Linked DNA regions of Rattus norvegicus: region 1 is linked to region 2. Evidence: chromatin contacts called from public Hi-C data. All regions are on one chromosome and are shown on one strand. Each heading gives the region's core, a stretch centred on a gene start, on an enhancer-like site or on the middle of the called end of the contact. The rest is flanking DNA. Distances are from core to core; before and after follow the strand shown.

What was found. A called contact is a pair of places that touch in the nucleus more often than the background predicts.
Region 1: a Hi-C map of kidney shows a contact between it and region 2, with 2.6 times the contacts expected there. The contact joins two enhancer-like sites. A contact is called at or near these places in 9 of 12 Hi-C or Micro-C datasets (the A7r5 cell line, the Rat2 cell line, Schwann cells and 6 more).

Annotation. Positions count from the first base shown.
Region 1 is chr8:105,301,517-105,305,061 of GRCr8, reverse strand. It overlaps a transcript of Pls1 not described here. Among named protein-coding and RNA genes, the nearest start is that of Atr, 3.0 kb to the left of the region's middle. Within about 2 kb of position 2,286, at least 1 of the 93 cell types and tissues checked has an H3K27ac peak or open chromatin away from gene starts, as enhancers often do. A contact at or near this core is called in kidney, where this site is marked.
Region 2 is chr8:105,130,095-105,133,431 of GRCr8, reverse strand. PCOLCE2 (procollagen C-endopeptidase enhancer 2) reads right to left here. Exons shown (of 9, transcript NM_001127640.1): 9 at 2,707-3,286. The coding sequence ends at 3,156. Among named protein-coding and RNA genes, the nearest start is that of PCOLCE2, 59 kb to the right of the region's middle. Within about 2 kb of position 1,506, at least 5 of the 93 cell types and tissues checked have an H3K27ac peak or open chromatin away from gene starts, as enhancers often do. A contact at or near this core is called in kidney, where this site is marked.

The DNA.
Region 1 (3,545 bases), core at 1,037-3,536, 170 kb before region 2:
GATGCTGCCCTGGGCCTGGAGGCCCTGAAACCTTTTCAAACGCCATGAAGAGCAAGCTAGTAAGTAGCACTCCTCCATGGCCTCTGCGTTCGCCTGTAGGTTTCTGCCTTGGGTTCCTTCATGGCTTCCTTCCGTGATGCAGTGTGATGAGGAGCTTGTGAGCTGAAATAAACCCTTTCCTCCCCAGGTCACATTCCGTCATGGTGTCCTGTCATAGCAGTAGAAACCTAACATAGGACAGTCAACTCTGACAAGCAACGTATCAGCTAAAAAGCAAGAAAAGCTAGCGATGTTTAAATCATATTGAGAAAGATTACAACACTGACAGAGCCGAGGCGCCTCCCAGTGGAAGAGCACTAACCTAGCACATGGGGCTCCGGGCAGAGGACTTACAGTACTGTGCAAACTACATTTAAAAAAATAAAGCTGGGGTTGGGGATTTACCTCAGTGGTAGAGCACTTGCCTAGCAAGCGCAAGGCCCTGGGTTCGGTCCCCAGCTCCGAAAAATAAATAAATAAATAAATAAATAAATAAATAAATAAATAAATAAAGAAAGAAAGAAAGAAAGAAAGAAAGCCAGGCACAGTTGCACGTGCCAATCCCCTTACTTTGGGTATAGAGGCAGAAGGATCAAGAGTTCAAGGCCATCCTTATCTCTACAATGAACTTGAGGGTAGCCTGGGATGCAGGGGAACCCTGTCTCAAAAAACAAAACAAAACAAAAACAACAGAAAACAACCCAGTGTGCAATTCATTGAGTAGTGCTGCAATTCTAAAGTGCAGGACCCCAAACAACAAAGCTCTGGCAATCTAACCCAAAAAGTAATTTTTCAAACAATTATTTATTTTTCACTTAAATTCCAATATCAGACCCCTCTCCTCCCAGTGCCATTGGTGGGCCACCGTGGGCAGTCTGCATATGTCCTGTGAATACGATCCAACACAATCGTGAATGACAACATGATGACCCAGTGTCACAAGGACACACTTCAGTAAGTTGTGGGGAGGCACTGATCTCCACAGAGTGGCAACAAGCTAGCTTTGACAACATGACTATAATTCTAGGACCTTAGAGGAGGAGGCAGCATGATAAATAAGCATGATGTCTTTGGCTGCATGGTGAGGCACAGTCAAACAACAGCAAGAGCTAGTCAAAGCTACACTTGAATTTGGAGGAAGATGCGAATCAGAAGGAAAGGAAGTTGACAGCCACATTGTCAGCTTTAGTGATATGTCAATAAATGAGCAGTGTCAATCTTCTCTCCAAGGACTCCTGTCTTTCTCTGCCAAACTCTGTGAGAGAATTTCTTCATAAGGCTGATCCTATTTTTCATTTCCCATTCAGTCCTAACCCAGTGTTTATTTTACTCTGCCCCTCTGCCCCGCCTTAATTTTCCCCCAGAATTACCAATGGCTTCTCTTTTTTCTGCTGTTACTTTTGCTTATTAAGATTGGGTCCCCCATAGTCCAGGCTGGCCTTGAGCTCACTGTATAGCTGAGGCTGATCACCTTCTGTGTGCTGGGATTGCAGGCATATGCCTCGATATTTAGTTTATGTAGTACTGAAGCTCAGACTTATGGTGTAGTTTGAATAAGAATGACCACCAGAGGCTCATCTATTTGAATGCTTGATGCTCCCAGTTGGTGGAACTGTTTGGGAAGGATTGTTGGAGGAGTGTCCACTGGGGGCAGGTGGACTTTTAGGTTTTAAAAGCCCACTATTCCCAATTAGTTCTTTCTCCCTCTTCCTTCCCCACCCTCCCCCCACCTCCTGTCCCATTCTCTCTTCTTTCTCCCCATGCTTGTGGATCAAGATGTAAGCACTCAGTAAGCTCCAGCACCATGCCTGCGGGCCTGCCTGCCTGCTGCCATGGTCTCTGCCATAGTAATCACAGATCCTAACCCTCTGAAACTATAAACACAATAAACTGTTAATCTCTAGGTTGCCTTGGTCATAGTGTCTCTTTTCCAGCAATAGAATGGCAACTAAGACTCAGGTCCTTGTTTATGCTTGACAGACACCTTGACAGACCTTCCAGATGATCTTGGAAGCAGACCCACAGACTGGGCCACCCACCCCCAACCCCCTGTAATCTTTCTCGCCTTTCAAAGCTGCTATAAGGAACTGAGAGGCTCACCCAGGAGTCTCACAAGCCTGCATGCTTCTCTCCTTACAGCACCCATAGAAAGCAATGTCCTCATCTCATCACCTCACTGCTCCCCAGGGGTCAAGACGGCTTGACTAATGTCACACATTAACCAGCCCATTGCCCTATCCAGTGTCTCCTTGACTCCTGTCATCCATGTCCCATAGCACAGGTCATCTATTAACTAAGCCTGCTTCCTCTAAGGGAGGTCACACCCTCCCTTAGAAATCTTAAGAATGGACACTGGCTTGGCTTTGTATGGTGGGGACTGAAGTCTCTTCCCTCAGATCCCAGATCTATTGCTTGTGTAGTTAATAACTGTCTTAATAAAGCTTCCACTTAAAGACATTCACCTGAGTGCCTTTCTTCCAGGTCCTCTCATGGCTTTCAGATGGCTAAATCCAAAGGACGGGTCAGCCTGTTTCTCTTACACATCTTGCCCATCTAGATCACCGCCTTCCTGGAATGCGTTCTTTGGCTTATTGGCCCATGTTTTAGCAGTGTTTCCTTTGTCATCTTCCTTAGGCTCCTCCTTGGGGTTTCTCCCTCTCTTTTCCTCCCTCCCCCTCCCTAACCCCAAGGCATCAGGGGTCTTCATTGCCCCCTTTTATTCTTGGGTAACCCTATTCCTTCTGAAACCTCAGATAACTCTTTCAGGTAAGCACTCCGGAGCTCACTCGCTACCCGTTCCCTGCAAGCTCTCCAGGTTTTATTCGTCTGTCTTATCTCCTTCCTGGATTTTTTTCTACCTTGAATGATATTTTTGTTTTGCTTCTTTTTAAAACAAGAAAGCAAAACAAAACAAGCCTGTAGGGAGGGGAGATGAGCCAGACTAGATCTGATGTGCTTAGACTAGCCTTGAGCTCCCCCTCAGTCACCTCCCAAAGACTGGGCTACAGATCTGTACTAACACCAACAGAACAGAGGTAGGTCAAAATCCAGAATCGCCTTATGTCTACCACCCAACAGTTCTTTCGTGTGGTCAAATCTCTGTCCCCACTGTTCCCAGTTGGGCATCTGACCAGGGACCTTGTGCACGTGTTCTACTGAACTGCACCCCAGCCTTATGATCACCCTCCCTATGCCCTCTTTCCCCAGTTGGATAATTTTAAATGAAATCCCAGACGTGATATCAATTTATCTTCGATTGCTTCGGTTTTGTATTTCTAGAATTCTATTTCTGAACTATCAGACCCACGGATTTCCTGTCGGATCTCATCACACATTTCTGCTCTCAGCTGATCATCACGCCTTGACTAAACTACTTCACAAGCGTTCTAGGGTGTGTTGGTACAGGTCTGCAATCCCAGTCTTTGGAGGCGGAGGCTGGAGGAGCAGGAGTTCTAGGCGAGTCTGTGTACGTGGGACCCTGCCTAGCTTGGGGATCCCAGCTTTTT
Region 2 (3,337 bases), core at 257-2,756:
ATCCCTCCAGCTCCTACTCTTTTTTTTTTTTTTTAACTACCTTTTAACGTTTAATCTTGGCAGAGTTTTCTGAGTTATATTGGTCATTTCAAGAAGCAACTCTTAGCTTTGTTAACTTCATCTGTTATTTCTTTTTTTTTTAAGATTTATTCATTTATTATATATAAGTACACTGTAGCTGTCTTCAGACACACCAGAAGAGGGCATCAGATCTCTTTATAGATGGTTGTGAGCCACCATGTGGTTGCTGGGAATTGAACTCAGGACCTCTGGAAGAGCAGTCAGAGCTCTTAACCACTGAGCCATCTCCCCAGCCCTCATCTGTTATTTGTAACTTCTTTGTGACTCCATTTCTGTCCTAAGCGTATTTCTACCTCTACATGTGTATAGTGTGTGCATGCATTTACATGTGCGCACACGTATGTATACGTGTGTAGAGACCAGAAATCAATGACAAGCATCCTTATCACTTATTCTCCACCTGTTTCCTTGAGTCTCTAACTGAACCTGGAACTCACTGATTCACTGGGCTTGCAGCCAGTTCTATGGTCCTGCATGACTCAGTTTCCCCAGGCTCCCCAGTTAGAAGTATTGCATTTCCAGTACTGGGATTATAGAGCTGCTGCACATGGGTTTTTTGTGGGTGCTGGGGATTCCAACTCAGGTCCTAAAGCTTGGGTGGCAGCTACTTTAATGGCAGTCCTCCCTGCAGTCTTTCTCCCGACCTTTCAGGGTTTTTGTTTGCAATCCATAGAGAGATCTGCCTGTCTCCATCAAAAGCAAGCACCACCATGCCTGGCTCTCTCTCCTTTTAAAAGTTTATTGTTTTGTTTTGTTTTTTTTTTTAGTTTGTGTCATTTATGAAATTATAAAATTGAAAGTGTTTTGGTTTTTATATTTTTATGCTATGATTTTTCAAGTTAATTATTTAATATTTCTTGACTTCCAGCAAAAAGGTTTTTTTTCTTTTTTAAAAAGATTTATTCATTTATTATATGTAAGTACACTGTAGCTGTCTTCAGATACACCAGAAGAGGGCATCAGATCTCATTATAGATGGTTGTGAGCCACCATGTGGTTGCTGGGAATTGAACTCAGGACCTCTGGAAGAATAGTCAGGTGCTCTTAACCGCTGAGCCATCTCTCCAGCCCCCAGCAAAAAGGTTTTATTATTATTTGTTTACCTTTTTGTCACTGATCTTTAGTTATACATTATTGTTGGAGAAAAGCATCCGCATGACAGTTCTTTAAAGTGTGCTTCAAGGTACCTTAGGTGGAAAAGCTTAAAAAATTATTCTATATATAGGCTGATGAGATTAGCCAGTGGATACAGGTGCCTATTGCAACTCCCTGTGCTTATAACCAAGAATAAACTGAAGTTCTGTCTAAATAAAGTGATTTTATAACCGAAGTTGGAGCGTTTGTGGGACTGGGAGGAGTAGCCTCACCACCTGTCTGCTTTAAACAACTGCATGGAAAGCAGTGCCAGTGCCGTGAATTATTAACCACGGTCCCCTTAGCAGTTGCTTGTGTCAGAGCTGTCAATGGAACGGATAGCTTGGATTACTGTTCTCGGTTTTTCCTGCAGTGTGACACAGCAAACACTGTGGCCATGAAGCTCGAGCCCACACAAACAAGCTGTCCACAGTAACTCGTCAGTAAGAAGTTTCTGCTGAGAGGCAAAAAGGCTGTGCTCATCCCCACGTCCCTAAAGGGCATGCTTGACAGGATTCTATTAGCTGGCCTGTCTCCGGGTGTCACTGCCCAGAGAAACCACCACCCGGCTGGTGCTGGATCCTCTAACCGGTTCTCTCCTTCAGCTGGTGCTGTCCCATTACTGACGATCATCTCGGGAAGAGAGTTTGAACAATGTCTGACCCTTCCAGTCGACTTTGGTTAGTTGCTCTAACGCCTGACCAGCTGCTAGTTCGGCTTACCATATTAGTTTGCTGCCACCTGTTTATCGGCTCAAGAACTAGGACTTGCCATTTTCAACCAAAAGCAGACTTTCCCTTAGTTCTAAAACTTCATCCCTATCGTAGGACACATTGTGACTCGTGCCTTTGTTTATCTTTGTTCCTCTGACTGTCTTTAGATGGAGAGAAAGCACCTTTCACAGCCCCTGGCTAGCAATCTCCCAGGAAGCAGGGAGACTGCCACTTCCATTACGAGTCTAGCTGCCTCTTGAGAAGTTCTTCTCAGCTGATACAGAGTCAATAAAATGGGTACACACAGCAAAGAGTACCCGGAGCTCACAGCTGAATGTTTGGATTACCTTACTGTTTAGTCTAACGAATGCAAGCCTAAATGCTTTAAGTGGGAAGGCGGCTCCCTCCTAGGGCAGCGGGAGCCTCTTCTGGCAATATTGTGAACATTGGGTTTGAAATAATGATGCTTGGAAGATTGCACTGTCTCTGCAGAGAACGGTACTCTGGGGAACTCCCTGGATCTCCCTGAGCTTGTAGTTCAGAGACAAAATGAAGGAATCTGGACTGGATGCCAGAGGGACACCTTTCTGTTCTTGCAGACAGAGATTACAGCCCGCTGACATTACTGCCCCAGTTTTATCCCTGGAATTCTTAGGGTGCCAACTCGATGACGACACCAAGACAACCTTACGTGCAAATACCATCTCTGACACCGTTTAACGGGAGTGCTGCCACAGCTGTATTTTCTGGGAGAACAAGTTTACCTGGTGGCCTTGGAATCATTTAAAACATTTTATTAAGCATTGACTTAAAAAATGCAAGAGAAAGGAGAATGTCACACCTCAGAGCAAATGCTTGAAGGTAACCAAATATTATAAATATTGCACTTTATAAAATTCTCTTTTATATCTTCTTACAACTCGACTCTAGAATATCCTCCTACAGACGTATGTATGTACAAGTTTCCAGCGGCCGGTGCTTGCTGTTGTTTCCCATCAGGCAGTGGGTGGAAGGGCTCTCAGATGCCTGACCTCAGGCGCAGGCGCAGGTCTTCCACCAGCAAAACAGGGCCGGGTTCGCACATCCGTCACTGGAGGAGTAACGCGGCTCCTTCTCTCAGAACGCTCAGTATTAAATAGCACGGGTTTCGTTTTGCTTTCTTCTAAGTGGACAGAACAGATCGTTCAGCGGTGATGAGCGAGTTCAGGTTATGTGACAGAGCACAGGCTAACACTGCTTGTTCTTCAGGGCGTTCATGGGCTTCTGATTCTTATTCTTGAACATCTTGACAAAGCTGTTTGGCATGATCTTGCCACGCCCATCCTCACCGACTTGTCCCATGATAATGTAATTGAGACCTAAAGAAAGAGAATGTAACGATAACTGGCTTTTTTTTTTCTTCTTCTTCA